3 separate regions of the Rattus norvegicus genome follow, and all the other regions are linked to region 3. Evidence: chromatin contacts called from public Hi-C data. All regions are on one chromosome and are shown on one strand. The core of a region is the stretch at or near the end of the contact, and the rest is flanking DNA. Distances in the headings are between cores, read along the strand shown.

Region 1 (2,742 bases), core at 232-2,731, 650 kb before region 3:
GAAGAATAAAGTCTAAGTATAAATCCCTCCCACAGTAAGGCAGAGATCTGATATATATATTATTTGCCTTCTGGAGCCAAGAACATGTTTAGATCTCCGAGGTTTGGCCTTGTCTCAGCCTGAATCATCTGACTCAAAGCAGTGACAAGAATTATCTTTAAGGCCTTCTCTTCCCACCCATCACACACACACACACACACACACACACACACACACACACACACACACACACACACTTTATACCACTCTGTGTTGGAGCTAATCAGCTGTGAGAATGTAACCAATCATCTCTTTTGCTGCACCTAAAATTTTCTCACAAAAACCATGAAAAACTTGGCATGAGCTGTGTAGTATGTTCCTTGCAAGGGCAAAATACCCTGGGCCATTTTATTGCTCCAGATTTGTTTGTACTCAAAACTAAACAAGAGCCAATACGTGTCCCAGGACAGAGAGATCTGACCTAGTGATAATGCACACATCAGAGGACGCTCCAAGTCAAATATAAAGATACCCATGGATGTGCATGAATCACGGGTGTTGAGCAAGACAGCAACAATCGCACTGGCAACACAGAACCAGACAGATCTCGAGAAGTTGGAATAAGCAAGCTCCCAATGAACAGACTGCAAGCTGTCAGAAATATTAACAAGGAATGATCTTTCTCTTTAGCAAAATATTGCCTACTTCTCCTGCATAGGCAATGAAATTGGAACTAGAAACTTGGAGAGCGGTTTGGGCAAAGTAAGTCACCAATTCTTTAGTCTATGAACACTGCATTGCCTCAGGAAAATCATGAATCATAGCGTGGATTTAGCTCGTACTATGCAAGGATGCTAACTCTAACCTTAACCTTAATCCACACGAGAACGAAAAGGATGTTTTATAGATCAATGAAGTTCTTAGATTTTACATTATAATCTCAAAAGGAGAAGTCCATGATAAAAATCAGTAGTTCTCACCAATGGATAAAAACAGTTTACCTTAAAGAATGGAGGAATAGCCATGTCTGATAGTACACACTTGTCTTCTCAGAACTCAAGAGAATAAGGCGGGAGGATCAAGAGTTTGAAACTACACAGCAAGAAATCTCCAACTCACAAGTCAAATAACAGGAATGCAGGAAGCCTTCTTAAAATAGTGCATTTGATGGAAAACATGTTTGGCCAGGCAGAGAGTGATATATGCCTGTGATTGCAATACACAGGAAGAAAAGGCAGGAGCCAGCTTGGACTACATTACAAGATTTCAACACAGAACTTCCTAATACACTATTAGTTAATCTTTGTACTGGTTAAAATGTCAAGAAATTTAGTAATGCTATTCCAGAAAATGGTGTGGCTGTCAATTAAACATGTGGGAAAATATCGATTTCGCTAAAGAGACGTATAAAGTCCTTTTGAAGTGAGTACATTTAAAGAAACTTGTTTTGGGCAATGCCACTTGCATCATGGGTCCTGGCTCTCCTCCACGCCATCATAGCTTTTCAGAAGCCACTAGCACCAGTGCAATTTGTCCTGGTGATGCACTCTTTGCCACTGGACAGAGCATACACAAGAAGTGAAAACCAGGGTTAGAATTTAACTGTTGGTTTGGGGTGTGTGTGTGTGTGTGTGTGTGTGTGTGTGTGTGTGTGTGTCTGTCTGTCTGTCTGTCTGTCCAGAAAGGAGCAAAAGGCAGACTGAACAGACATTTCTACCTATCCCAATTACTCTGATGAAATCAAATAAATGCACAATTTCATAAGAGCATTGGAAATCAGAAGGAATGGTGAACCACCTCAAAGTCAGAACTGTGAAACCCAGGAACTGGCGCAGAAAGACTCATAGGCAAATAGCTCAGAGTGGATGGTGAGGAGCACTTCAGGCAGGAAGGTCACGGACAACTTCTATCTAGGACTAAGTGGTACTGCGCACTTAGAGTTAGTATGCTGGTCTACCAAACGGCCCCTCTGTGTCCTGAGGTAAGTGAGAAAAAGAACAGTTAGCCCAGAAATGACAGCAGTTAACTGTGGCTCAGACCAAACAGACATGGTCCACCAGTCACTCAGTGGCACCCTTGAGACCATCTGCAATTCAGACCTCCTCCTACCAGGGTCTCTGTCTCATCCTCGTTGTCACAGCAGACAAGATCTTAAAACCCGAATCAATATGCATTGAAATACATGTCCCAATAAAAGTAAGAAGCCAAGAGAAGAAAATATTCCACATAAAAAAAATTAAAGACGCGATTCAGTTTCAACCATTTTAAATCACTGATGCAGAGTATAAAGTTATTATTTTATTATAATTCAGAATTAAAATTTCAAATGATCTCAAATTTGTAGTTGGTGAAGCATAAGAAAATGAATGTGCCCTTCATTTTGTTTTTTGAGAAACCTATAAATGCTGATAAACTCTGTAGTCAAAACTAATTATGTTGAAAAACCTTATGAGGTTAAGAGTAAAGCTTCCAGATAAACAGAATAGATTAAATTCTTGTTTATTTTGTTTCCTTTTGAGATATTACTAAAAGAATTCAAGGGAAATTAAACATACACACAGGCACGAAGTCTGAGTGAGATGGCACCAGGCCTTGAGAGTCTTCTCTCTACCTGGAGCTGTGTGATTGCCTCTAGTGTACCTGAAGAGGAAAGGAAAACAGAGGTCCGCAACATCAAATTTGAAAAGTTCTGTGCTCATGGAACATGATGCGCCATGGATACATCAAATGAAATCTCCATTCAAAGGTTTGTGAAGCCCATCA
Region 2 (2,722 bases), core at 75-2,574, 850 kb before region 3:
GCACTTCTATCATTGAATTGGCTATTTTTTTTATGCCACGGGTGCTTGGTACTTGACACTCTTGTCTAATGTCCTTTCCTGCTTCCTACTGGCAGGATCACTTTTTCATTCTGTTTCTACAATAAGTCACTCTAGCCAAAGCCAACACAAAAGGAGAGGCTTTATTTCATCTTAAAGTTTTAAGTGGCAGTCTATCATTGTGGGTAGTAAAGGCAGGAACTGAAGTAGAAACAACAAACGAATGCCTGTTGCTTCACCCTCTGGCTCAGGCTCAACTAGCTGTTGTATGCATCCCAGGACCAGTTGCTTAGAGATGGTGCTCCTCATAACAGGCTGGGTCCTCCCATATAAATCATCCACTGGGACAATGTCCACCACAGACATGCTCACAGGCCAATCTGATCAAGGCAAAATTTCAATTGAGAATCCCCCTTCCCTCGGGAATCCAGGTTGTGTGTAGGTGACAAAACAAAACAACAACAACAACAACAACAACAACAACAACAACAAAAACTAATGAGGACATAAGGGGACATTGCTGAGACACAGTGATAATACAATGACACAAAAACTTATTGTATGTTCATTCCATGATGCTCTCCTGGGTACAATGTTGACCTATGTGAACCTGTTGAGTTGTGCATCTGTTTGTATTTGTTCGAGTTCAGATGTATGTGCATGTGAAAGACAAAGAACAGCCTCAGGTATTACACCTCAGGAGCTGTCCATTTTATGAGACAGTCTCTCACTGACCCGGGACTCACTGACTAGGTTAGGATGACTAGCTTATGAGCCTCAGGCATCCACCTGTCTCTGCCTCCCCAGCATTGGAATGCCAAGCCTGTACCACCACTCTGGGGTTCTTCATACGGATTCTTCTTCGGTCTCTATGCTGGCACTGCAGGCACCTTTCCCACTGAGCCTCTCTAGCTCTTTGCAGACTTCTTAAGGACAATTCATTTTCTTTCCTTTCAGTGTCTAACATAGAGCCCAACTCAAAACTTTCCGATTCCCATTCATAAGTAATCATAAATGAATTACATTGTTTGGAAAATGCCAAGTACATCAACCATCCTTGGATATAGTCAACAAGTACCAATTCCTTCACATTATAACACTTTACATCTTAAAATTTCAACTTAATCCCTGCCCTTGTGTCATGCTTTCAAATGACGTGGATCTGGCATAGTGATTGATCTCAGCCTTTTGCCATAAGAATAACAGCTTCCTGGGCAAGAGAAAGAACTTTAAAACTCGTTCTTCCAGTGGGGAGTGGTGAAGGGCAGAGTGATGCCAGCAAAAAAGTCCCATCATGTTTGGCATGCCCAATGTTTGCTGTACTTTCTGTCCTGTGTGCCGGAGCTTCTGTTTAACTGAGCTGAGGATTAAAGTATTGAACAAGCAAAGAATTGCTCAACTTCCCTGGATAGGCGGGTCTCATTCAGTATTTGACAGAAAACCTGTCATTTGAGTATGATATATATTTACTGGGGAAAAACAGGATGGCTTAGGCTCAAAGGTCTTTTCTGCTCACCTGCAATGGGAAACCCAGTGTCTCCCTTACCTTCAGGCGCTGAAGCCTGAAACACATTAAGTTTCCATCTCCTCCCCCTGGCCATTTGGATTTGAGCAGCCTCTAAAACAGTCCAGTAAACAGGCAGACAAGACTCCACTTGAGTCTGTTTATAACCTAAAGCTAAAGCATTTATGGAATCACAGACCAGGCTGGGGCATGTCATCTCTGCATTGAAAATCAAAGAATTGCAATTTAGAGGTAGAGGGGCGGGGTGGGGCAGGGCTGGGCTGGGCTGTGAAATCAAAATGGATACAGCTGGCTTTGCTTCTCAACATCTCTAGATGCGAGAAGGTCAGAAAGGCTGTGGGCACGCTCTGCAGTGGATCTGTGACAGGGCAGTGTGGCAGCAGGCCTATGTAAATTAAACAACTTAGCCAATATAGAAAACACATTTTCAGCAAGTAAATAATGCCATTTAAGGGATCCGATTGCTAAAGCAACCTCATTGCCTAACGGGAGGACACTCATCCTTTCACCAAATATTTACTGCCTAGCTCTGGGACTGGCAAGGCTGAGCACTGGTAAGCAATCACCTCTACCCTGAAGTTTTAAAGATTTTGCGATGAAATTTTACAATATTATAGAGAACGTGTTTTTCTTTCTTTGAGACAGGATCTCCTGTTTCCTGGACTGGCATTGACTTGGTTTAAAGCAGATGACCCTGAATCTCTGCCTTCCGGCGCACTCACACCCTCCTGAGTCTGGGGACGCCAGGCAGTGTCCTGAAACAGGTCTGGTTTATGGGGTCCTGGGCATCCATGCTATGTGCCAAGAAACCAGCCTCTTAACTGAGCTATATCCTTTGTGTGAAACATGCCATCTGCAGAAAATCAATCCATTTGTATGAAAGACCCAAAGACGGAAAAACTGCTTTTCTGTAGATACAGGTGCTGGAGCAAAGCACATAAATGTATTCCTAGACTAACCTGTGGTATCTGTGAACCACCCCATGCTAATACCTCTGTATACAAGGACATATACAGGAGCGCTAATGTTTTTAGCGCCTCAGTTACATCTGCTGAGTTTGGTCAGTGATCAAAGAAGACCACACTGTCTGAATTATATTCGCAAAGAGCACAACTACTCTACTGAAATGAGATTCCAGGCTTCAAGTCTTACATTTTTAATTGTCTGAATCAAGATGTA
Region 3 (2,957 bases), core at 332-2,831:
ATCAGGAACATAGAGACCAGCCCGACTAGACAAGCCTACAGAGCTGCACTGACAACCAGGTTTATTTAATCGGGAAATGGTTTAAATGTCTGATTTCATATTGATAATGTTGGCCACGTTGTGAATATTCCTTGTCTGTGCTTTAGTATTTTCACCATTTGTGAAGAAACATGAAAACAAATGAAATGGTGATGTGCTGAGGTCTCTCCCTTCTGTGAAGATGGCTGTGGAGAACCAAGACTACCTCTAAGTGGAACAAGGTTCATAGTTGCAATTTCTTAAATAGAATTCCAGATGTTTATGAAAAATATTATTTAATAAAAGGCCCACATTCATTTCAAACTCATATATGTATGCGTGTAATATATATGCAATTTAGTTTTCATTATATTATGGAATATAGTTTCCATTAAGTATAATGAAATTATATTCTATAAATAAATTCATGTGCTGTAGTCCTTAATGCATTTAACCATTACAATGAAGGTCTGAAAGAAATCCTCGTTTTACATTCTTTTGTAGGAAATTCAGGCACTGTATGGTAGACAGTTGTAAAAACTCATGGAACAGTACAGTGCTGCTTGCTGGCTCTGCCTTGATTCTGCGTGGTATCCTGTGGGCTCCTGTACACCTTTGTCATCTGGGTCAAAGGGCATGTCAGAGGATCTCAGAACATGATTCTGCTTTGACTGATAGCTACAAAAAAAATTGTCACTGTCAGCCTCCTCACAATCACCATACCCATCACACTGTCCCCCACTGTACCCATCAAACTGTTCCCAATGCACCCATCACACTGTTCCCTCACTGCACCCCATCATACTGTCCCCCACTGTACCCATCACACTGTCCCCACTGCACCCCATCACACTGTCCCCACTGCACCCATCACACTGTCCCCACTGTACCCATCCCACTGTCCCCACTGCACCCCATCATACTGTCCCCTATTGCACACCATCACACTGTCCCCCACTACACCACATCACTCCTCACAACACACAAACACAATTACACAAACAACAATCATGTCCAATTTCAAGGCAGGGGTCAATTTTCCTTTTGAGCCAAGCATGGCAGCATCTATAATTCTAGTCCTTGGGGGCCGAAGCAGAAGGATCACAAGTTCAAGGCATACTTAAGCTCCATACTGGTGCCCTCTCTCACAAAAGCAACAGTAATAACAAGAATAAGTAATTAAGTAATCAAAAAACAATAAATGAACTTTTGCTTTTGAGAGAAAAAAAACATTCAAATATCAGAATTGCCACTCTTTATTTTCAAGGGAGATCACAGTCAGAGGAATGAAGTGGATGGAGGACTCCTGTTTGCTTTAGTGAAGAAGTGTCCTTTGGCCCAACTCCTAAGAGGAAACAATGTTGGGTCATCCAAAGTCCAGCAGCTATATGAAAATTCTCTTCCCTTGTGACATAAGTTTCAGACAAAGCTGAAACTTCTGTCTACAGTTACTCCATATCTCCGAAACAAATGACAGGCCCTGAGCCTCATATATTCAAGAGAGGGAGATCCAGCCCTCCTGCACGAGCAAACATCAAAGCACTCCCAGGACACCTGAGCTGGCAGCACCACAGCTGACTGCTGAAATTGCTCGACCTTGGACCAAATAAGAAACTGCACATTCAAAGTCCCAGTGCTGGGATCCCGCTCTGGTTGCTAATGAATGGGAACTTGTTGTATAATTGCAAACAAGCTCATTCATTATTGTGAGAAGAAGAAAAAAAGAAGAAGAAAGAAGTAAGTCCTTATGCCAAATTAAAAAAAAATCCTTCTGGTCAATTTGTCTACATAAAAACCAGCCAGTCATCACCAGTCACTCCACCTCTTGCCAGCACCTTCTCGGGTCCACCCCTGGGCACCACGCATAATGTGATCTTTGTATCTGCCAGTAGGAAAGGTAACTTCAGTGCAGAGGAATAACTCGTAAAGGTGGAGAAGTGACTAACCACTTCACTCCACCCTAGCAGGCTGTTTTCCCACAGAGCACAGCTGGCAAGCCGGCCAACAAACACCTTTTTCTAAGTCTACCAGAGAAAAACAAAGTGAATTGGGACAACAGAAAGCCTTTGAGAATGTCCTAGCAGCCAAACTGCAGCCTCTGCCATGTAGCTATGAGCTGAGGGCTTGTTCTCTAGTCTCTCCTCCCCGTGCCCTTCTCCTGGGGTGCCTGTCAGTGATAATTGCCCAAACACCTGGGAGCAGGCATCGCTTAAGGCCCAGATGGAAGCCATCAGACGGTCGTTAGCTGTCCTTGTCTGACCTAAGTAGAGTCTGACACCAACACACAGAACTTGCAGACAAGCCATTCAAAGCCATTCAAAGACCATTACCAGGAATGATCACAGCTGAGCTATTACAGCCTAGGCTATCTCTTTGGGGCAAAATAAAAGCTGCACAATTGGTTTGAACTGAGTCGAGATTTTTCCAACAGATGCCACTGCTGGGAGATCATCAACTCAACTTGTGGGTCCGGCAAGAAGATTCAATTTATATATCTGCACAGTCAAAACATACATACATACAGTCGCACACACACACACACACACACACACATGAGCTCATCTTTTTTTTTTTTTTTCTTAAGTAGCCCACATTCTGGGATATCCAGATTTAGGAAATTCGACAGCTCTTAACCCTAAGAAAAAAAAAGTAAAAACTTCCCTGAAAAAGGAAGAGCAAGCTGGAGAGAGCGTGAGGATCCTGTAAACCTTGAGGCGATAAAAATAGTAAAGCATTTATCTTCAAGGGACTGAGCTCTCTTCCTGGAGAAGAGAATCTGGGACCATAAATTAACCACCCTCCACATCTCCTAACCCCATTTCACTCCCTAAAAGCACCGAGAAGTTCAGCCAGCTTATGACAGTGTATATTTCACTCAGCCAACAAGTATGTACGGAGGGCCTATTGCATGCCAAGCACCACACAGCATGGAAGAGCTT

The links. A called contact is a pair of places that touch in the nucleus more often than the background predicts.
Region 1: a Hi-C map of liver shows a contact between it and region 3, with 4 times the contacts expected there. The contact joins two enhancer-like sites. A contact is called at or near these places in 2 of 12 Hi-C or Micro-C datasets (kidney and liver).
Region 2: a contact with region 3 is called in a Hi-C map of liver, with 4 times the contacts expected there. The contact joins two enhancer-like sites. A contact is called at or near these places in 9 of 12 Hi-C or Micro-C datasets (the A7r5 cell line, the Rat2 cell line, Schwann cells and 5 more).

What each region holds. Positions count from the first base shown.
Region 1 is chr7:33,352,545-33,355,286 of GRCr8, reverse strand. No RefSeq gene overlaps it. Among named protein-coding and RNA genes, the nearest start is that of Btg1, 130 kb to the right of the region's middle. Within about 2 kb of position 1,481, at least 1 of the 93 cell types and tissues checked has an H3K27ac peak or open chromatin away from gene starts, as enhancers often do. A contact at or near this core is called in liver, where this site is marked.
Region 2 is chr7:33,554,288-33,557,009 of GRCr8, reverse strand. No RefSeq gene overlaps it. Among named protein-coding and RNA genes, the nearest start is that of U2l1, 280 kb to the left of the region's middle. Within about 2 kb of position 1,324, at least 4 of the 93 cell types and tissues checked have an H3K27ac peak or open chromatin away from gene starts, as enhancers often do. A contact at or near this core is called in hepatocytes and liver, where this site is marked.
Region 3 is chr7:32,702,380-32,705,336 of GRCr8, reverse strand. No RefSeq gene overlaps it. Among named protein-coding and RNA genes, the nearest start is that of Plekhg7, 11 kb to the right of the region's middle. Within about 2 kb of position 1,581, at least 33 of the 93 cell types and tissues checked have an H3K27ac peak or open chromatin away from gene starts, as enhancers often do. A contact at or near this core is called in hepatocytes and liver, where this site is marked.